Linked DNA regions of Mus musculus: region 2 is linked to region 1. Evidence: chromatin contacts called from public HiChIP or PLAC-seq data. All regions are on one chromosome and are shown on one strand. Each heading gives the region's core, a stretch centred on a gene start, on an enhancer-like site or on the middle of the called end of the contact. The rest is flanking DNA. Distances are from core to core; before and after follow the strand shown. Region 1 has its middle 4.1 kb from the start of Gm42054. Region 2 overlaps Galnt2 (polypeptide N-acetylgalactosaminyltransferase 2).

What was found. HiChIP or PLAC-seq counts read pairs in DNA pulled down with a chosen protein or histone mark.
Region 2: a contact with region 1 is called in an H3K27ac HiChIP or PLAC-seq map of embryonic fibroblasts, with 21 read pairs. The contact joins two enhancer-like sites. A contact is called at or near these places in 2 of 39 promoter capture datasets (the HPC-7 cell line and liver), 1 of 15 datasets of contacts at CTCF or cohesin (the NIH/3T3 cell line), 11 of 484 Hi-C or Micro-C datasets (the C2C12 cell line, DN2 thymocytes, adipose-derived mesenchymal stem cells and 7 more), 6 of 115 datasets of contacts at active chromatin or transcription factors (embryonic fibroblasts, embryonic stem cells, fibro-adipogenic progenitors and 1 more) and 3 of 9 other capture datasets (adipose tissue, embryonic stem cells and pancreatic islet).

Annotation. Positions count from the first base shown.
Region 1 is chr8:124,189,582-124,195,398 of GRCm38.p6, forward strand. No RefSeq gene overlaps it. Among named protein-coding and RNA genes, the nearest start is that of Gm42054, 4.1 kb to the right of the region's middle. Within about 2 kb of position 3,595, at least 71 of the 459 cell types and tissues checked have an H3K27ac peak or open chromatin away from gene starts, as enhancers often do. A contact at or near this core is called in the C2C12 cell line, brown adipocytes, embryonic fibroblasts and 2 more, where this site is marked.
Region 2 is chr8:124,287,903-124,293,719 of GRCm38.p6, forward strand. All of the region lies in intron 1 of Galnt2 (polypeptide N-acetylgalactosaminyltransferase 2), which reads left to right. Among named protein-coding and RNA genes, the nearest start is that of Galnt2, 59 kb to the left of the region's middle. Within about 2 kb of position 3,594, at least 69 of the 459 cell types and tissues checked have an H3K27ac peak or open chromatin away from gene starts, as enhancers often do. A contact at or near this core is called in the C2C12 cell line, brown adipocytes, embryonic fibroblasts and 2 more, where this site is marked.

The sequences.
Region 1 (5,817 bases), core at 2,345-4,844:
GAATTCAAGCTCCCAAAGGCCGGATGACTGTCACAGAGGCCTGCAGCTGACATTTGGGAACCACTTAGATAAATTACCTTAAGTGGTTCTTTTAAAAGACTTTGTTCTGCCTCCCATTTGCTGCCCCGAGGAGAGGTAAATTATAGTAATCCGTCCTGGTTCTCTCCAAGACAGAAAAGGTCTTGCGTCTATAACCTTTACTCACCTCGGTAACATTTCTCCTGGAGTCCATATTCATCACTTGAATACTCCGTCCACTGAGAAGCGAGGCTGCAGGAGCTGTTGGGAGAGCCTTCGCACTGCGCTAATGCACATGACATGGGGCCAGTGCTCAGGTGCACTTGTGCCCTGGCCCTCTGAGGGGCGTGGCATCTCCTGTGTGGGCAAAAAGCACACCATGCCGGGACAGAAGAAACTGTAGTCCTTGCTGGCCTGGGTTTCATTTCCCATTAATGGCTGAATGGAAATGGGTGAATTCTCAGATACATTTTAATCAGTCCTGAAATTACAGCGATGGTCACTTTAGAACAACCTCCTCTGAGTGAAGGATATAATGGAAGCATGTATGTGCTGCAAATGTGTGTCCATGCATGCACATGTGTGCATATATGAATACATGTTACTAATAAGCCCAAGGTGCATACATATACATATACATATACATATACATATACATATACATATACATATCTGTGTGTGTGTTCCTCATCCTTAGATACTCATAATTTTTATTCCCATTTTATGATACCTAAAGTGAGGCTGTGAGAATGGTGTTGTCTGTAAATGGGACTTGGAGGACACACACGACAGAATCAACCGCCATACATGCTCTGTGAGGAGACTAGCAACAGAGTCAGCCAGCACACTTGCTCTGTGGGGACACAGAAACAGAGTCAGCCGGTACACGTGCTCTGTGCCACCTGGATCCTCCACCAGGTGCCCTCTCCCTCCGACCTTAGCTCTGTACAGCTCCTCATGGCAGACTGTGGCTGGAGCTCAGGGTAAAGCCAAAGTGAGAGTACTTCTTATCTCCAGCTCAGATGCTGCACCTGTGGGGCTCCTTGCATCAAAGCTGAGTGGCCTGGAGATCTGCCTAAGGCTGCTCTGCTCTTGGCAGCACCGCACGCTGCACCATCTCCTTCCTGCCTTGTGTCAGCTTTGTCTGCCTCTCTTTATGTCCCTCATGCATGTTCGTCTCCTCATCTTCCATCTGCTTCCTGGTCCCAGCCTAGCTGCATGAAGGAAGGCCTGTCCTCTATCCCTTTCCCCGTCCCTCCTCTCTCTCTCTCTCTCTCTCTCTCTCTCTCTCTCTCTCTCTCTCTCTTTCTCCCTTCCCCTTTCCCTCACTCCCTCTTTTTTTTTTTTTTTTGAGGTCTCACACCATAACCAAGGCTGGCCTGAAATTTACTATGTAACTCAGGAGAGCCTCAAGTTCTCCCAAGTGCCAGAATTACAATGTATAGCCACACCTGCATCAATCTCTTTCATGGGGCCTTCATAATCTAACACCTCAACTCTATCACCTAGGAGACCGTTCATCATATGAAGGTGCAACACCCAGGTTGCAGCCCAGACTCCAGCAATTACATCCGGACAGTCTGTGATAATCTTTGCTTCAGGTCCATAACTTTGATTCCACCTCTAGAGTCTTTCTTGCCACATAACACAATACAGGGAAAGTTTTAGGGACTAGACTGTGAATCCCACTGAGGTGGCCTCCCTGCCTGTCACAACCCTCATGGTGAAGAGCTATATCTGAGAGGACAGTTGCTTCAGTATTGGAATGCCACGCAATTTAAATATAAAGCAACGGGAACAGCCCAGTCTCATGTCAGGACAGTTTCCAAACTACTGCTTTTATGATGGGATGCACTAGGCAGCCATTTAATGGCAGGGCCAGTGAGACGCTCATCAGGTGAGGGTGCTTGCAACTGAGTCTCATGATCTGAGCCTTGTGATGGAAGTCGAGAACTGACTTCCACAAGTTGTCCTCTGATGTCCACATATATGTGATGCATGTGTGCCCATACACAAATACACACACACACAAAATTTAAAAATAAATAAAAGAGAAACATAGCTGCATATGAGTATCTGTAGAAAGAATGTTTCTGTACATGATGCAAGAAAGTTTAAGTGCTATTTATCTAAAGAAAGACTATAGATTTATATTATAGGTAGTACACCATCTGTACATGTGGGCATATTTATAAGTGTTATGTTTGTCTGCGTTCTGTTGCCAGCAATATCATCTCCGCATAGGAGAGTCATAAAGAAAACATGTCCACTTTGTGCGTGCTTCCAGGGGTCAGGGTTGAAGCGATGAATGTGGAGGTGGCTTTTGCCAGCAGAGTCCCCAAGACAGTGTAAAGTGTCACAGGGTAGGAGACAGGAAGCACTCAGGTGTATGTCTGGGTCTTGCTCCCTCTTCTGAGCCACTTGGATTCAGTAGTGTTCCCCAACCAGGAAGCCTTTTGTTCTGATCAGCTCCCAGATGGAATCTCTACCTCTTAGAACCTCACTGGAGGGGTGGGGGGTGGGGGTTAGATGACAGTACATGAAGCCCCAGACAACCAGACCAGAGCAAATGCACACAGACTCTCAGGAAGAGACGCAAGCTGCCATTGCCTATAGTATCTGTACAGGAAGACCACAGTGACGTGGCACACAGAGGCCCAGGTGTGGGTCTGGCTACCCTGGTCCTGTCCTAGTCACACCCTTAAGAAGGGGATCCCTTTGAGCCTTAGACTCTCTCTCCCTCATCCGGCAGATGGGAGAGCAATGCTGGCCTTATGACAACCCTCTCTCAGGCTTCTCAGAGAGTAAAATGGAGTGATATACAAATGGTTTTTAGAGTGGGACCTGGCACAGGGCCCAGCATGGTGTTTCTATGACAAGCTGTTCAAGAATAAATGGATGAACCAGAAGTGGGGGTCCATGCTCGTTAACCAAGCACTGAGGGGGTGGAGGCAGGAAGACCAGCCGTTCAAGGTCATCTTTAGCTTCATAGTGAGTTCGAGGCCAGCCTGGACTACATAAGACTATCTCAAAAAACAGGAACAGCAGGAACCCCAAATACTACATAGATGGGATATAGATGGTACTGGTCCATGTGAAAGATGGAGCCAGTTCTCGTTGCCCCACAAGTCCTCAGAGCAGGGTTAAGAAAGAAGTAGTGTAGGGTCCAAGTCTCCCTAGGTCCTCAGGAGTGAAGCTGTGGGGAGCTGGGCCCGGCCAGACATGGTCTCCTCGCTCTAGTGGTTCTTCTGTAGTCGCATCCATGGAAGGAAGCAGCCATCCCATAGAGGCAGCATGTCTAAGTCCTGTTGCTCGTCCATGTACCCTTGGAGCCTGAGCGGCTGAGTGACAGACAGCCGCTGGGAGCCAGGGGTGGTTCTGAGCTTTCTTTCCTTGCGACCTGCGACCTCTGACCTCCCACATCCAGCCTCAGGTGTGAGAGCTGGAGCTGCCTCTACTAGGCCTTGACCCTGCTCTCTCATCTGCAGCTGGGAAATATGTCAGGACCAATCCTCGCCAGTTGTCCCAGGAGCCCTGAGTCACTTTGGGCAGGAGCCATTTTCCAGCGCTCACCCTCACAGAAACACAAGAGGCTTTTCAGAGGGAGTTGTGATGAAATGCCAAGGCAAGCTCTGGGCCAGGGTTCTGGGAAAGGAAAACTCAGACCTCCCCATGACTAACCGAACCGGAAGCCGAGGAAGGAAATAGTGAATTTGTACTAAATCTCTGCGCTTGAAGCCGACACCGAGCCCTTGTGTTATTCTCTAGCAGGCAGGGGGGGGGGGGATCGAGCTTGAAGAATTTCTCCTCCTCGTTCTAGCTCCTGATTTCTTACATTTCTCCCAAAGGTCAAGTGCCATGATCAAGCCTCCCCCAGAAATATCTGCCTTCCACGCAGTGTCTGAAATGTCATTGCCAAAAATGAGAGAAGCCATGGACAGTGGGATCCTGGTGGCGGTCTGCCCACACAGACCCTGTCACGATCCTTGCAGAAGCGAATGCTGTGGTCCTCTCTGTAGAGTGTCTGCTTCCTTGCACCCCATCTTTTGACTACATATACTCTTCAGACCTGTGGTGAATTATTTATTGGGAGTGATGTGAGAGCAACATGAGTGTAAAGGGACATTACAGTTATAAACAGGTTTCCTCTGTGTAGCCCTGGCTGTCCTGGACCTCATTCTGTAGACCAGGCTGGCCTCGAACTCAGAGATCCACCTACCTTTGCCTCCCAAGTGCTGGGATTAAAGGTGTGTGCCACCACAGCCTAGCTTCTTTCCCCCTTTTAAGGACAGGCTGATTTCAAACTCATAAGCCTCCTGCATCAGCTTCTAGAGCGCTAGGATTTCAGACCCGAGCCGCCATGCTCAGCATCTTGAGGCTTTATAAATGTGCCAGTTCACCCATTACCTGCCAGGATGTAGTCAGCGGATACACAGATCCCAGGGAAGCCTGTATCCCAGGCAAGCAAGCAGAGGCTCAGCTTCCACATCTGGCTGCTGGTCCTGCCTGGCAGAGCCCAGAGAGAAGCTGGGCTTTGCTGATTCCCAGCTAACAGGCAGTGTGGTGGTTAATATTCATTGCCGACTCTACGAAGGTTTAGGATCACCATGGTAACTACCTGTGGGCATGTCTGTAAGGGTGAGCATCAGCAATCATTTTCTGCTTCTTGATCGTAGATGCAATGGGGCCAACTGCCTCAAGCCCTCCACCATACCTTCACCCCCATGATTGACTGTGTCCTCTCAAACTGGGAGTCCGGATATAACCTCCCTTCCTCAAGTTACCTTCCTCAGGGGTTTGATCATAGCGACAAGAAAAGTGACCAATATAAACGGAGCTGCAATACTGAGGGCTAGCCCTGCCTTCGTGCACTGACCAAAGGCTAGCCCTAGCGTCACGGGAACTCTATATAAGATTCATAACCCAGCCTGTTTCAGACCGAAATCTCCTGCCCCAGCTCAGGGAACACATGGCTCATGCCCACCTCTGCTGCCGGGTGCCCCTAGAGCCCTCGGAGAGATGGTTTGGAAGAGTTAACTCGGCTTCCAACACTCAACGCCAGAGGAGCCATTTGAGAAGCTGCTTCCTCTTGAAGGATGAGCAATGGCCAACGCTATTTTTGGTCCCCTTCCCAATGTTTGCCCAGCATTAGTAAATCACTGCTGTTTATCCAGGGTTTCCGCTGCTGTTGTCTTTGGAAGCTCTGGGTTGTGGATTAGATAGAAGGCGACAGGAGCCTGTGTCCAGGGGGTGCCATATGCAATGCCGACTGTCGAGACCAGTGGGCAGCCCTCTGGGCTCAGACTCCTGCTCTGAGGAGGCTTGTCCACCAAGAGTGACTCCAGCTCTCACTGGGGATCATACCTGTAAGTGACACAGCCTTTACTTCTGCGTTTCACAATATTCACTTTGGTTTGTCTAGGGAGGTACAGTTTATGGTAAGAACGCAGTCTTGCCTGGCACTGACTTGCTCATTTTAGAACCAGGTTGCTTTTCTTGTCAAACCCTGATTACTGCTGCTGTGGCCTTTGGTACTCGGTGTCCCTGAGTGCCATAAATGGCAGGTGCTGTGAGTTTTATGCCCACGACCCAGTCTAGGCACCTGATGCTCTGAACTGACTTATTCAGAATTCCAGACTTAGCAAATGTCTGATCTAAGAGAGTTGAATTTTAGAGTCAACATAGCCAGACCAGGCTCTAGGCTAGTGATCACTACAAACATCCTCTATGTCTTCTGTTGGAACATTCATAACAAAACCCTGCAGGCCAGTGGGGTTTGGTCAACAGACATCCTCACTG
Region 2 (5,817 bases), core at 2,344-4,843, 98 kb after region 1:
CCCACCAGGTGCCCGGTGTGTCCCAGGACCACCACTACCATCCTGATGGGTCTCCCTCACCTCTGTGCCACAGGAAGGAGTGTTCCTCTTAGTGTTGGGTTTCTACTTGATATTACTGCCACGTGGTCTATTTTAGACATAGTACCCGGAGGTTGTCGAAGTCTTAAGTGATGCCCACTAGCCTTTATCTGCATTTGGTAGCAAGGCAGCTAGCTCTGGGAAGGTGTCAAGTTAGCCAGGACCACACATCGCAGCTAGACTCTGGCAGCTCAAGGTAGAATGTTGGGAGTCTCTGGCCTCTTTCTTCTAGTGTGGTCACATGAGAGATGGCATCTACACATAAGGACTTTTGTCAGCCTCCATGTGCACCCACTCTCCTGGGTCCCCCATAAGTACAGAATAGTGCAGCACCCAGATCCAGGGCTACTGGCTCAAGCTGTGTAGATGGCATCAGCCTTTGTTTCAGAGAGGTTTGATGGTCTAGGACCTGCCTATACTTGAGGAGCAGCTGGAGTTGTCTGTCACTGTGCCCACGAGGCCATAGCCAGCTTCTCACCCAGGGAGGGAGGGAGGGCAGAAAAACTGTGGCCATTTCTAACCCAGTGCAGTCCATTGCTCCAAACCAGTATTCTTCATGACACATACCAGGATGTAGTAGTGCCAGACGTCAGATCATGGATAGGAGGCTCCTGGCTTCATTTGAGCAGTAGCATGTGGACCTGTGGCTTTGGCTCCCTAGGTTTTGTCGACATTCTGCCACTTCCTTTGAATGTGTCATACCCCCCCCAACCCCCGTGTCAACCTAGATGAAAACATGATTCCTGAGACTCTGGGCATGGGGTGGGAACTTGAGTTTATTGCAAAGTGAGTCCCATGTAGGGAATCACCCCTGGTGTCTCATGAGGATCAAGCATGGTGTGTGATCACCACAGAGGTGGCTTTTAAGACAGGTGGGAATAGGTCCAAAGTTCTGAAAATCATGAGAGGGGATGGCCAGGACCCTGTGCTGTCTGAGCAGCTGGGGACCAGCCAGCATGTGCTAGAGGGTGACCATGTATCTGGTCAGCTAGTCTGTCCCAGGACTGTTCCTGGGAGGCAGAGAGAGCTGGCACCCTCCCCCAGACAGCCACAGTTTCACTGAGGTATACAGTGTTTGCCCTCAATTCTGTGATCTGGGTCTCAGTTTTCTTCTCTTTGGAATGGGATGCTGGTATTGCTTCACAGATGTGGTAAAGATCACACACAGACTACAGGGCACCTGAGAGCTTGACAGCCCCAGAAGGTGGGATGTCCACAGGAAGCATCTGCTTCAGGAAGGCAGTGCCAACTGTCTCACCGAAATGCAGATGTGGCGTCTGGTGGGAGCATCTGGCTTTCTGTGCACATGTCCAGCCTCCTATGAAAACATCATGGGCTGATGTTCTCCTAACAGTCCAGCCGTGGCTGTGTGTGCTCACGGGGCATCGGTGCCCATGGTCCCCTGACGCTTAGTCCAGCAGTGTGCTCATGCTAATAGCTATATTCTCGCAAGGCTACTTTGGCTTCTCCTTGGCCAGTTTTTGTTTTTTTTTTTAAAGAAAATAGATTTAGTATGAAAAGTGGTGTTTACCAAAAAGACATAGAGACAGACCCAGCATTGCTCAAGTCTAGACTGCAGGGGTGTCTCTGGGTACTCACCTGAATTCCTGGGGACCTTTGGAGTCTGGCCTATTGTGTGGACTACACCTGAGGAGTAGACCAGACCTACAGCATTTCTGCAAATAGCTCTCTAGCCAGGCACAGTTGGCAACCGTAGGCCAGGCCTGGCCAGATCGTCTGCTGCATCAGTGATGCTGAGAGCCATGTAGATTTATGATTCTACCCATAACATATTTGTGCTGGGTTTAAAAATTATTCATGAGAATAATTTAAGAACATGAAAGAGTTGGAGAAGTGGAAACAGCACCCAGCACTCTCAGCCAGCATGAGCTTCCCCGTGTCTCGTTCCAGGCTGGTCCATATGGATGGGTATTTTTAGATAGTTGTTTTATTGTGTACATAAAATTTGGTCTCCTGCTTAACATAAGCATTTTGCATATTTGATGTGGTCTTTATCATTATAATTTTTAACGAATGCATAATATCCTCTTAAGGGGCTGTAACATAAATTAACTGCTTAGTGGAGACTATTTTAAGTTTCTTCTCTACTTGTATAAGTAATACTGTAGTATTTACGCATAGAATGTGTTCCTTATTTGGCATTAGTTCATTGTGAAAACTCTCCAGAAGCCCTTGGGTAGATGTGGGAGGGGGAGTGAAGCCCAATCTCAGGGCCTAGAAAGAGCTGCGGGTTGGGGTTCTGATCACTCTCCTCAGGGACTTGCAAACACTGAGCAGGGTAGCCTTGTCAGGATGGTTGGCACTCTGGGGAGGCCAGTCTTTGGATCAGGTGTGATAGATCCACCTCCTATTGTTACATTGTAGCAACCACCTTTTCATCTTGCCTTCCTCATCAGGAAAATGAGGCCAGCAAAAGCACAAACGCATTGTGAACGAAGACTGTGTTAAGTAAAAGGCAGACCAGATGGGGAGGTAGCAGATTAGGCTGTGCTATTTGGGGCTCCTTCATCTGGGACCCCAACTGGAAGATGCTGGTTCTGCTCCAGGACCTGTGTTGGGCTGGCCCCTCTGCTCCCCTGATCCAGATACACTGATGGGGAAAGCCCTGGATGCACTGAAGAAGGTGTCTTCTGAAGGGCCACCAGGGTCCATGGTGGCTACATGGGACCTGATCATCCAAGATACAGTGGATCTGTTTGTGAGTGTTTGAGGCTGACATGGACAGACAAACTTCTGGTAGTGAATAGGGCAGGAAGCAGCATGGTGTGAATAGGCTATGGCCACACCAGCCAGGGAGACCCCATCTCCTGCTCTGTTGCTCTCTGCTGCACCCTCACCCTTGGCTGTACACTGTGAAGTGCTGTCTGACTGCCGAGCCTTTCCACCGCTTTCCTGTCATCTGTTCGGAAGTTTTACTTTATTTTAAAATGTGATCAACTGGTATGAGTCACAGGGAAAAGCATTTGCTAAAAACCACTCCCTTTCATGTGGAAGACATTTTCTAGTCAAGCTTTTGACATGCGTCACTTCTGTAATATGAGGGGATCTGCTTCGGCTGGAGCCAGAAGCCCAGCACAAGCAGAACTGGGGCCAAGAGAGGGCTGTTGGCACCACTGCACAAGCAGGATCTCCATTTATAGGCAGGGAATGGATGTGGATGCCATGCCCAGGTCACACCCAGCTCACCCACGGACTTCACCGATTTACCATGAGGCCCCTGCCTCAGCCTCCGAGAACAGGACCGGACCGAAAGCTGAATTGGTTCCCATGGCTCCCAGACACACCCAGGTGTGATGGCTCCTGAGGAGCGTATATTTGGGCTCAGAGTGTATAAGGCCACAGTCTCTAATCCCTGCCCTCAGGCTCCCGGGCTCCTAACATGTCACCTAGACCCTCCTTCCCCAGGAGATGCTCTTTAAGGTCACACACTCAGTCCACAGATCTGCCCAGACAAAGCCAGGCTGCAGCAAGGCACTGTGTAGTCAGAGACTCCTACTGGGAGCAAGATGGCATTGCACCAAGGCCCTGTGGCACCTCTGATCCTCCAGTAGTGCAGTCAAGAGTTGCCTGAGGTGACAGAGATCTTCCCTACTGAGTCTCAGGAGCCCTAGGGGACTGCTCCTGGTGGACTGGGTCTCTGGCAGCCATCACTCTTGTGTGTGGCTGAGAGCATTTGGACAGAATGCTTTTTGATGGTTGTGTGTGTGTGTGTGTGTGTGTGTGTGTGTGAGTGAAAGGTTCCATGGTGGAGCACCAGCTACAGTGCTCCAGAGGGTTGAGTGCTCCTGATACTGTCCCATGAGCACACATAGTGAAATAAAAGCACAGATGACCTTTGTCGTAGTGTGCCTGTGACTTGTGGTCAACGAGTGTATACAGAGCACATTAACTCACACCTCACTGAACCTTGATCTCCACAACCTGCTTGGTACAGTGAGCATCTCTGGGTAGAGCAGCCCTCTCAAGGCTGCCTGGGACCTCTCAGAACTGGGTTTTCATCTCCTCCCTTAACGGCTGACTCTCTGCATGGGCTGTGAAGTCTGTTGCGGGCTCCTCCTGTTCTTCAGGCGTGTCCCAGTGCCACCCCTGTAAGGTGAGGCAGGAAGATTTACTGCTTACCTCTGTGCACACGGTGTGCAAACAGCTTCCGAGGAGATCCATGGATCCGTGAGGCACACCTGTGGTGCCAAGCTGCCCCTCAGCAGCCAGTGATGGGGAGGAGCACCCCTCATCTTCAAGCCGTGCTCCCATCAGGCCTTGAGCTCACAAGTATAGCCCAGTTGCTCTCCGAGGCCGAGGGGTCAGTGTTGCTGAGGTCGAGTTGAGGAAACCTGTAATGTAGTGTGGTCCTCATGTGGGGGTTGGGGGCCTCTCCCAGACTGGGTGCCCCCTTCTCGGTGGATTAGAAGCACGTCGTCCGGTTGGGTGGGTGGTTTGGTGCGCTCCTTTGGGAGGTTTGTAAGAATTTTAGGAGATGATGAGGTATATCTCCACAGTGCAGGCCTGGGGGCTGTGACCCAGCCTTTCTGCCCTATGTCTGCTCCCCAGTCTGCTGTTCTCATCTCCCACGGCCACAGGCTGCCCCAGCCACACCTCTCCTGGGTGACGGGCCGTATCCGCTAAAACCGTGAGCCAGAGTCAGTCCTTTTCCCTTACGTGGCTGCTTGTTGGGTATTGGTCACAATAAGAGCAGCCAGCAGGGAAAATGAGGCTCTGACACAGTGAGCAGGAGGTGCCTTGCTCTGTCTGGTGAGCCCTGTCTACAGAGTCCTGTCATTTGGGGGAGCTCTGTCTGGGGGAACATGTGGGGTTTCTTCTGCTCCACCATGGTAGAACCACCTACTCCAAGGACTCAGAAATAGCCAGCAGTCCCTGCGTCCCTCTGGGTCCCTTGGTGGAAATACCTGGCTGTAAGAGGGTGGTCTGTAGCTGGGAGCTGTTCTGCTCCGCGAGCCTGGCTTTGGGCTGAGTGGTACCTTAGTGGGTTTGGGCGTCTGAGTTTTGAGATGAGCTCCAAGTCTGAGTAAGCCTCTTTCAGAATCTGGCGACCTGGCTTTTTATAAACGCAAGTGCTACTGTTCTGCTCAGCCCCGGTGATAATTACTGAACAGTCTCTAAATGACGCTGACAGGTGACATTGAGGAACCCGACATTCAGGAGTATTTTGGGGACTTGTTCTGTGCCTGACCATATGGTCTAGTAGCTAAAAGGATTTAACATCGACAAGATGTGTTTCAAAAGGGAAGATTTCAAACTGCCTGTTTATTTTCTCCCTTCTTCCAGAGGAGTATTTTTATGCCTGTTACAAACATGGCAGAAGCCATGTGTTTATTGCCTCCGCCCCACGAGCACAGACCTGTCACTAGGCAGACTCCGTCTTCCTTCCTCATAGCAGGAGAAGCACAGTGCCTGGTCCCCAGCCTGGACCCGTGGGCTCTGAGCACGGGGCTTCACCACCTGGAACATTAGGGCATTCTCAACAGGACTGCTGGTCTGGTCTAGATGGATTGCTAAGGTCTGTAGATGCAGGAGCCTCCAATCGATCACGGGATGGCGGGGCCGGTGAGAACGGAGCGTGTGAACAGCATTCTTAGATGTTCGCCACACACTTGAGGGCACCACACAAAGGGATTCGAGACAGTTCCTGGGACCACAGAGGACCTGGGGGTCTTGAATGCTACATGCTGCTGTGAAAGGCCACCAATGGCAGCCACGGGC